Regions from separate parts of the Ovis aries genome. Here regions 2 and 3 are each linked to region 1. Evidence: chromatin contacts called from public Hi-C data. All regions are on one chromosome and are shown on one strand. Each heading gives the region's core, a stretch centred on a gene start, on an enhancer-like site or on the middle of the called end of the contact. The rest is flanking DNA. Distances are from core to core; before and after follow the strand shown.

The links. A called contact is a pair of places that touch in the nucleus more often than the background predicts.
Region 2: a contact with region 1 is called in a Hi-C map of hypothalamus, with 3 times the contacts expected there. The contact joins two enhancer-like sites. A contact is called at or near these places in 4 of 16 Hi-C or Micro-C datasets (hypothalamus, liver, muscle and 1 more).
Region 3: a Hi-C map of hypothalamus shows a contact between it and region 1, with 7 times the contacts expected there. The contact joins two enhancer-like sites. A contact is called at or near these places in 9 of 16 Hi-C or Micro-C datasets (blood, hypothalamus, mesenteric adipose tissue and 5 more).

Annotation. Positions count from the first base shown.
Region 1 is chr6:46,434,536-46,437,661 of ARS-UI_Ramb_v3.0, forward strand. All of the region lies in intron 3 of RBPJ (recombination signal binding protein for immunoglobulin kappa J region), which reads left to right. Among named protein-coding and RNA genes, the nearest start is that of CCKAR, 66 kb to the right of the region's middle. Within about 2 kb of position 1,421, at least 20 of the 54 cell types and tissues checked have an H3K27ac peak or open chromatin away from gene starts, as enhancers often do. A contact at or near this core is called in hypothalamus, where this site is marked.
Region 2 is chr6:46,038,389-46,041,514 of ARS-UI_Ramb_v3.0, forward strand. No RefSeq gene overlaps it. Among named protein-coding and RNA genes, the nearest start is that of TRNAH-AUG, 5.9 kb to the left of the region's middle. Within about 2 kb of position 1,688, at least 9 of the 54 cell types and tissues checked have an H3K27ac peak or open chromatin away from gene starts, as enhancers often do. A contact at or near this core is called in hypothalamus, where this site is marked.
Region 3 is chr6:46,072,781-46,075,906 of ARS-UI_Ramb_v3.0, forward strand. No RefSeq gene overlaps it. Among named protein-coding and RNA genes, the nearest start is that of TRNAH-AUG, 40 kb to the left of the region's middle. Within about 2 kb of position 1,546, at least 23 of the 54 cell types and tissues checked have an H3K27ac peak or open chromatin away from gene starts, as enhancers often do. A contact at or near this core is called in hypothalamus, where this site is marked.

The sequences.
Region 1 (3,126 bases), core at 171-2,670:
ATGTATTGGGCTGAATAAAAAGACTTCTTTGAATCTGTAAGGTATTTTCCAGACCTCATCTTAGGATTTGAGGGAAAAGTTGTTGAATCATTCTCTGAAAATAAAGACTGATTGTTTGACTTAGGAAATGAATAAAATCATAAATGTGTGCATATCGCCACCAAGTGGTAGATAAAAGCATTGTTTGCCTTAGTTGCTTAGATGTAGCTACTGGGAAAGATTAGAAAATAAAGGCACATTGTTTCATAAAGTATGCTTTCATAGCAGCTGTTAAACTCTGAAAGGTGAGCACTTGATTTCAGACTTTTCACTAAGTGTTTGGTACATATTGAGCATCTGTCGAAGTTAAAAACATCAATTTGCATACTACTATAAAGGTATATAATTATTTTTTCTTCTGTTAATTAGGTAATATTCTTTCCTTCCCTTCCTTCATTTCTTTTTATTTGTCTGTAATTTTTAAATTGATGATTATCTTCTGTTTGATTATTATATTACTGCAGAAGTCTCTGGAGATGAAGATTTGAATTGTTAGGTGATTTTTTTAGGGGGTGGCAATATTGGGATGTTTAAAATAAGATTTCATCATCACATGGTAGAAATAATGTTAATTTTTTTTTTTTTTTGCTATTTTTTGCTATTTTCTTGCATCACAGCTTTTTAAAAATTAGTTGTAGAGTTGATTTAAAACTAAGGCTAGTTTAGAGACAGTTGAAGACTCTTCATTTTTCTTAGATTTATTACATGACTGGAAAGCACTTTCAGTATAGAACCTTAGTCAGTGTTCTAAGTGATAAAGAATTTCTTGACAGTCTTTCTGATTTTATGCCCTGTTGGTTTCATACCACTTCATCTCAGTACTTTTGAGAAAACCAGCACTACTGAGTCTTCTGGGCTTTCCTCATGGCTCAGTTGGTAAAGGATCCGCCTGCAGTGCGGGAGGGGTTGGGAAGATCCCCTGGAGAAGGGAAAGGCTACCCACTCCACTATTCTGGCCTGGAGAATTCCGTGGACTGTATAGTCTATGGGGTCGCACGAGTTGGACATGACTGAGCGACTTTCATTTTCTTTTTCACTTTCACTGAGTCTTTAACAGTTTTAGACCTCTTTCCAGGTGTGAAATAAAAGTATCTTTTGTGATAACTTGTTGGGATTTGATTACTATATTTGGTACACTGTACTAAAATGCAGCAAGTTTTATAGCTGGTATACCAATTTACTAAGACGTAGTACTTGTCAGTGTTCAATAAAATACTAATAGGAGATAAGTTTTCCAAAATTGATGCCTTCTCAGCTTCCTAATAGTGTGCCAGCTAGGAATTTGAGTCTGTGCCATGGTAAGTATTGGGTAGTTCCCAGCCTTAGAGGCCAGAGAGATCCCTGGTATAGACTTGAATGAGCAATTTCCAGAACTGGCCCAGCTAATCTAGGCATCCCTCCAAATTTGGAGTGACCTGGAGCTGAGCCCAGTGCCTCTGCTGTGACCTCTGTACTCATGGCAACAAGGAGAGTATACAGGCAAAAAAGCCACTCTGATTCCCTTCTCTTGGCTTAGACAAGTATGAGCAGACCCTCAGAAGGTTTCCTTCTCTCACAGCCTGACCCTGCCGGCCTACTAGGTCTGCTCCCTTTACGCCTGGGTCACATCCTATTGTTCTCCTCTGTGCTCCAGCCACACTGGTCTGTTGTTTCTCTGCTGTTTCAGTCCTCCCTACTTCAGAGCTTTTGTGCTTGCTGTTCCCTCTTCTGAAATGCTCTTCCCCAGATACCCATGGCCATAGGTCCTAACTCAGGGTCACTTTCTTCAAGAAATTTTCCTTGGCTACTCTGGTGGCCACTTACATTTTTAAGTACCCCTTCCTTGCTTTATTTTTCCCCTCACCAGCTAAAGTATGTATGTTATTTTAGTCATCTACATTTTTTAAATTGTCTTTCTTATTAGAGTATGAGTTCCATTAGGGCAAGGATTTTTGTTTAACTACTACTATTTTTCCAGTCCCTGATACAGACTAGGAATGTAGTAAATTTTTGTGAATTAGTGAAAATTAAACGCAGCTCACTTCTTATAAATTGTGTGTAGATTGCCTCTTAAGTAGTAGTTTTTGGTAAAGTTGAGCAAAATGTGGATACCATTTATTTTGATTCAATTCAGTCAGTATTATAGTAGGTGCTGAGGGGGAAGCAAACAAGTAGATACTACTCTGCTACCTTTAGGATGGACCGAAACTAAATCCAGCATAAGGGTATCTGTGTGTTTCTGTGCATGCACGTGTGTGTGTGTGTGTGTGTGTGTGTGTGTGAGAGAGAGAGAGAGAGAGAGAGATGCATGGATACACTTCTTTTAAAAGTCTGTACATTGTTGGCCCAAAAAGTGGTAAAAAAGCATACTAAATTAGCTGCTAAATTTTAGAATTAGGAATTTCATATAAAACTTGATTTTCGGTGACTATTGGAAAATTGGAGGATGTGACCAACACACGACCTCCATGCCCTTAGTTCAGCCATGTGGGGATGCTTGCAGTTCTCAGTTGTTTCCTTGTCATCAGAGCCACACACGAGTGGGTGATGACCTTTGCGGTTAAGCTTTTTATTCCCTTACAGTGAACTTAAAAGAATTAAGATAGAAATTTCTATGCTTATAACTATATGAAAAGTGGGACTTGCCTTGAGGGTTTTGCGTTTCAATAAAGAAGGGGAGGAACATACGTCTTTGGGTAATTAAAGAATATTTCTACTTATTTATTGTACACCCGGTCCACTCATTTAGATTACTTACCTGGCCACTATTTGAGTTTACTTGGCTATTATCTGAGTAGGTATTTGAGTTTTCAGGCCCCTTGATGAGACATGACATATTAATAAATATTTTAAAGTGTGTATAAGTCAGTGTGTGTAATCAAGCAAAGGTGTTACCCCCTATATAAGGACTGGATTGGTGGTCTTCTGAATTAGGTAAAATGTGGGGCTTGAGCTAGACTTCAAAATAATCTAACTGCTAAAAGAAAATTATAAGGAAGTTATTCTAGGTGGGAAGAATTTATGAGGGCAGGTTATTGGCAACTAACAAAACAAATCTGTTGGTTGTCTTTGAGTTAAAGGGACACAATATATTGTTCTTTGATCCAC
Region 2 (3,126 bases), core at 438-2,937, 400 kb before region 1:
CTTCAGAGTGGGGACCACCTGGTGGGATGTGAACAATTGGGTGAAAAACTATCTGGAAGGAACCAGAGCTACAGAAAAGGTCCTTGGGCTATAGGAGATACACAGGAAACAGAGAGGAGAAATACTATGGCTTTCCCTTCCTCCCATCTCCCAGTCTTCTACCAGAGCTTCCTATTGGTCAACCAACTTGAAGCTGGAAGCAAGGAAACCTGGGAATTGTAGTTTTCTAAGTGGCTCAAACGGTAAAGAATCTGCCTGCGATTTGGGAGACCTGGCTATGATCCCTGGGTTGAGGAGATCCCCTGGAGAAGGGAACAGCTACCCACTCCAGTGTTCTTGCCTGGAGAATTCCATGGATGGAGGAGCCTGGTGGGTTATAGTCCATGGGGTCGCAAGACATGACTGAGCAACTAATACTTCCAGTTTCATGTGGTACAGAGAAGGACAGGAGGACAGAGATGGAGCGAGAGCACACTGGCAGTTCACGGGCAGAATGGTGGGGAATGAGGATGAAAGACCTTCCTATTTTGTGTTTAATTAGCACATAGTAAGGTGAAGTGTGTAGGCTGGATAAAATCTTAGCTGAGTCTTTTACTGGTTATATAACCCGGGCAAGTTGCTGAATTTCTCTGTATCTTTGTTTCTTCCTTTGTACACAGGGAGTAATAACTATATATATAAAATGGGATTTGTGAGGACTAAATGAGTTCATCTATGTTAAGTACTTAGAGGGTGCCTGGCACAGAGAAAGCACTCCATCTCACCTTCTTTTTCCGTAAGATCTGTGCCTGTTACGTATATGTGCATCTAGTATGTGTCTTCTGAATGCTGCACACGTCCCCATGGTGTGTGCCCACCACATTTTATCCAAGGAAGCACAAGACACCTCCAGTCCTCTGTCTACTTGCATTTGGATAACTGGAATCACAGGTATGTGTAGAATTCAGAAACAAGATTAGATGGCTGTGAGTAACTGCTGTGTGAGTATATTGAAACCCAGGCTGGCATCTGTAGGGTCAGCCTGAAAATGGGGTTACTTTGAAGCATTTGTCAATGGGATTTGAGCTAAAGGCACTTGGCAACAGTCGCTTGACTGAATTTTAACTTTCCAGAAGTAGAAGGAAATTGGGCCTGTTCTTCCATTACACGGTGATCTCTGTAAGGGTGGAGTCCATGCCTTACTTCACTAACTGAAACTTACTCCTCTGACCCCCACCCCTGCTGGAGAATCAGGCATTGTCATCAGCCGAGGAAACTGAGGTTCAGAGGAATGAAAGAACTTTCCATGGTGGAGGCAGGATTGAAGTGAAGCCTGGGCTTGATCATTCCTCCAGATTCCCCCTCTTAAGACAGTAGCAGGGAATCTGGCCCATGGAGCTAGAAGTCACTTTTACTTATGTCTGGGAGCTTGGGTTGATTCTACATGCTTGAAACAAGTGAGAAGTGCCAGAATCTGTTGTCAAGGGGCCGCAGGCAGACCTTGAGATGGAGTCAGAGCCAAGAGCATGTGAGAAGTCACTCTGGAACCATCCAAGGGACACTGGGAATCTCTGGGCTGGTGTTTAGGAGAGATAGACTCAAAGGACTAAGGTCGTCGTGGAAGGACAGATAATTGGTAGCCTTTTATGTTTTCACTGAGTGGTTGCTGGAATGCCCCATTGTGTCATTGTTGAATGAGTGCCTTTGTAACTGAAATCTCTGAGACTTCTCCAGCTAGGAGATGTGCACTAATCATAGCTCCGTCACTATCGAGTGTGGTTCATCTGGGCAGTTTCTTGGCCTTCTAAAGATGTACATGGACTGTTTAGCTATGCCCTGTAGTCCCAGCAGGTCTGGAGTCAGTGTTAACAACAGATCCATTTTCCTAAAGCACCATTTCTCTCATGCTCCTGCTGGATTAAAATCCTGCAGTGACAGCCGTTACCTCCAGCTGCTTCTCAATCACTCAGTCACATCCAATTCTTTGCACAATGGCAGTGGACTGTAATCCATCAGACTCCTCTGTCCATGGGATTTTCCCAGCAAGAACATTGGAGTGGGCTGCCATTCCCTCCTCCGGGGGATCTTCCCAACCCAGGGCTTGAACCTGCGTCTCCTGCATCTCTTCCATTGCAGGTGGATTCTTTACCGCGGAGCCACCGGTGAACTCCCATTACCTCTAGGCCAAATACCACCTGTGGAATGGTATTAGTGTCCCCCACGGCCACTTCAAGTTCATGTGCTGAACTCATAATGCCCAGTGTGATGGTATGAGGAGGTGAGGTCTTCAGGAAGTGCCTAGGTCACGAGAGTGGAGCCCTCATGATCGGGACCCCAAAGAGCTCCCTAGCTTCTTCCAGATATAAGGTTACAAAGAGAAGTTATCAGCCCACCACCAAGAAAGCCTTCTCCAGAGCCTGACAGTGCTGGCCCCTTGATCTTGGGCTTCCAGCGTCCAAACTGAGAATAGATCTCTGCTGTTTGTAAGCCACTCAGTCTCTGATAGTTTTGTGATAGTCGCCTAGATAGACTAAGACAGGCTGCAAATAAAAAACAGTGTGTATAGTTTCCTGTGGCTGCCAGGACAGACTTGGCGGATGAAAACAATAGAAATCTATCCCCTCGTAGTTCTGGAGGGCACAAGTCTGAGGTCAAGGAGTCAGCAGAGTCGGTGCCTTCTGGAGCCTCTGAAGGAGAATCCTTCTCATGCCCTTCTCCTGGCTTCTGGGAGCTGCTGGCAATCACTGGCGTTCTTCAGCCTATAGATGGAGCGCTCCAGTCTCCACCTCATCTCCGTGTCACCTTCTCCTCTGCGTCTTCTCTCCTTTTGTTTCCTTCTTAATAGGGACACTTGTCCCTGTTGGATTTAGGGCCCACCTGAATCCAGGATGATCTCATCTCAAGACTTTGAACTTAATTCCATCTGCAAAGACCTGTTTTCCAAATAACGTCACATTCATAGATTCCAGGACAAGGACGATTCTTTGGAGGGGACACAATTCAACTCACTGCACCATGTTTTAAATGTGAAGACTTTATTCTTTTCACCCAACAGGAAGTCTAGAGGTCTGCAGCTGTCAGCCCTAGTTTGCGTCCTTGCCTGTCTGCGGTCCCCGTGCCGTGCAGGAGGCCGCCTCGGATCCTGTG
Region 3 (3,126 bases), core at 296-2,795, 360 kb before region 1:
TAAGATGGAACCAGCCTAATGCTGAGACCAGTTGGATGGTAAGAGAGGTGAGTAAGAGAAAGGAATTTAAAATGTCTCCCAGACTTCTGTGGAAGAACCAATTTGGGGAGAAAGACAATGATTCCAGTTTCACATCTGCAGAGCTGGTGGTCTCTCTGGCCGTCCACCTGGAGATGACCTGTGTTCCCCAAAACGGGCAGTTATATAGCCAGGCAAGGATCTGAGCTGGAGGCAGACTGGGTGCAGACGGAGATGGGGTAGAGATGGACGAGACCACAGCCTGCAGGTGAGTGGGCAGAATGGAAAGAGAAGGTCAAGAGGGAGCCCTGTGGCTAGTGCTGGTGGACAAAGAAGTCATCAAGGAAACTGAAGCGGACCGGGTTTAAGGTCATAGGGAAAGCAGAGGGAGTGCCCCAGAAGATTGAAGGGAGAGGACATTTGCAGAAAGAGGTGTCGATAGGCTTAAATGCAGCTGCATGTGCTAAGTTGCTTCAGTCATATCCGACTCTGTGCAACCCTGTGGACTAGAGTCTGCCAGGCTCCTCAGTCCATGGAATTCTCCAGGCTAGAATACTGGACGGGGTTGCCAATTCCTTCTCCAGGGAATCTTCCCAACCCAGGGATCGAGCCCGTGTCTCTCACATCTCCTGCACTGGCAGGCGGGTTCTTCACCACTAGTGCCACCTGAGATGGGCAGCAGAGCCATCAAATAAAATCTGAGAAGTGGGCTGGGGCTGAGCAGCAAAGAGGGCACTGGGGCCCCAGGGTGGGCTGAGGGCCATCAGGGAGTCAGAACTCAGGGTTCTGATTGGGCTGGCCGGCAGAATGTGGACAGTGGGTCGGTAAACGAGAATTAAGGATCAGGAGACCTTTTGTGTGAAGATGACAGAGTTATGTGGTCAGTAGTGGGAGCTAATAAAGAGAAGATGTACGGAAAGTAAGGTGCTAGAAGGAGCCTTAGGAAGATGAGACGTGCGGGCTCGATGTCACTGAGAGGATCCAAGGCTGGGCCAGGGTCTTTGCCTTACGCCCCCCCGGAGGGGAAAACGGCCCACCGTGGGGCTAGGAAGCCGAGCGCCCGGCAGGGCTAGGCTGGGAGATGGCGCAGAGAATCTCCAGTCTGAGCAGCGGCCAGAGGAGGGCAGAGAGAACGGGGAGGGGACGGAGGAGAAGGCGGACACTAGTGACCCGAACTCCCCCGTGGGAGGACCGGAGCCGCCGGCGCTTTGACAAGCATCTTCAGGGAGCACCAGAGACTCAACGACCAGCCGGGCCTGGTACGCCCTGCTGAGCCCGCGGCGGCACCCTCACCACCAAGCTCCACCGTGTGAGGGTCAAGACGCTGGAGCCGCCAGAGCAGACGCGGGGATGCGGCCCGAGACGGAGGACGGACTGTAAGATTTTGAAAGCAGATGCTTTAGAGGCACGGAGCGCGAGCTGCGGAGTTGAACACCCGGGAGGAAGCGGTCCGCGGTCCCCGCTCCATCCCTCCCGGATCCCCTGGCCCCAGGCTCCCGGCGAGGAAGCAGCTCCAGGAAGCCCAGGACCTGCAAGCGAGCCGGGAGGGGGCAGCAGCGCCCCGCGAAAGCCGCTCTCCGGAGCCTGCGGGCGCGGGAGGCGAGCGGCTGCTCCCCACAGGTGGGTGGGGGCTCCACGGACCAGGGCGCCCCCCGCCTCAGCCCCCTAGCCGGCCTGCTGCGACTGCTGCGCCCCTCAACCCCGACCACGGGCCCGGGCATTTCCTTCTGGGCCTCTGCCCTCTGGGGGCAACCTCCAGAAGCTGTCCTCCGGAATCTGCACGGAGCGCTCAGTAGTTAGGGTCACTAGTGTACACCTTCTCCTCCGTCTCCCTCCCTGCCCTTCTCTGCCCAGGAGACTGGGGAGCCTCCACACCACCTCCTAACCTCCCCGCCACCCGCACTGGGCGCTCAGGGCGCTCCGGCTTTCCGGCCCCACAGTGGAGGCTCGTGCAAAGACCCTAGCCCAGCCTTGGGTCCTCTCACCGTTGTCAGATGAGATGATTAGATGGCATCACTGACTCAGCGGACATGAGTTTGAGCAAGCTCCGGGAGACGGTGAGGGACTGGGAAGCCTGGCATGCTGCCGTCCAGGGGGTGGCAAAGAGTCAGACACAACCGAGGGACTGAACAACCACTGTTATCAAGCCAGCATTTCTCATCTTTCTAAGGCTCTTTCCTGCATCTTACTTTCTGTTTTCTTCTCCTTATTCGCTCCCACTAGTGCATAACTCCATCCTCCCCTCACCTCAGACCAGCCCTACTCCTGATTCTACCTTAGGGAGCAGAGACCCCACTTCTTGCTTGGGCCCCTCTCCAGAAGGCAACTCCCTCCCCCCATTATGTGTGAGGAGCCCTGGGTGGCCTGCAGCCCTGCTAGGAAGGCCCCAGGGGAGGCCAGCACGTAAGAGCAGCCTGGGGGCAGCCTTGCAGGCTGACTGTCTGCTCCCCAGGACTGGGAGCCCAGCCTAGCCCTGATGTCCTGAGACTCAAGAGTAGCCAGTTGCACAAATATAACTCACACCACATATCCACTGTGAAGGGAAAACAGAGTAGCATTACTTTGCTTAGAACTAATCTGGTCTTTTTCCTCTCAGCCACACCCACTAGTTAGTGGGCTGGGGAGGATAAACTAAATGTCAACCCAGTTAGACTTTGAACTGATACTTCAGACCCTGTGGATAATGTTTGGTCTTGAAAAACACTCCGAGTCTCCAGGAGCCCCTGCTCCTCCTGTCTGCCCACAACTAGAGGCCCAGGCATATGGAGCAAGGGGCTTTCTCCCCTTTCCATGGCACCAGGGGCAGTGAGTTCTTGGGTCTCACGAGGGCCATGGATGTGTGCCATCCATTGGTCTTTGGGGAGACATTCTTTTTTTCCTTACTGGGTCATATTCGACCTCCAGGCCCCCAGTACTCAAAATATGACCCATTCTTCCAGCTGAGGAAATGCTCCCGGTGAAGATTTCATGTCTTGGTCTCAGTTGAACTGCAGCATCACGGGCTTGCCACTCTGTTAGCTGGGAGGTCCCTTTGTCTCCAAACTGCAGACCCCCTCAGTGGGCCCACTGGCTTCCAACTCAGCATCTGACCCCTATGAGCCTGAGGGT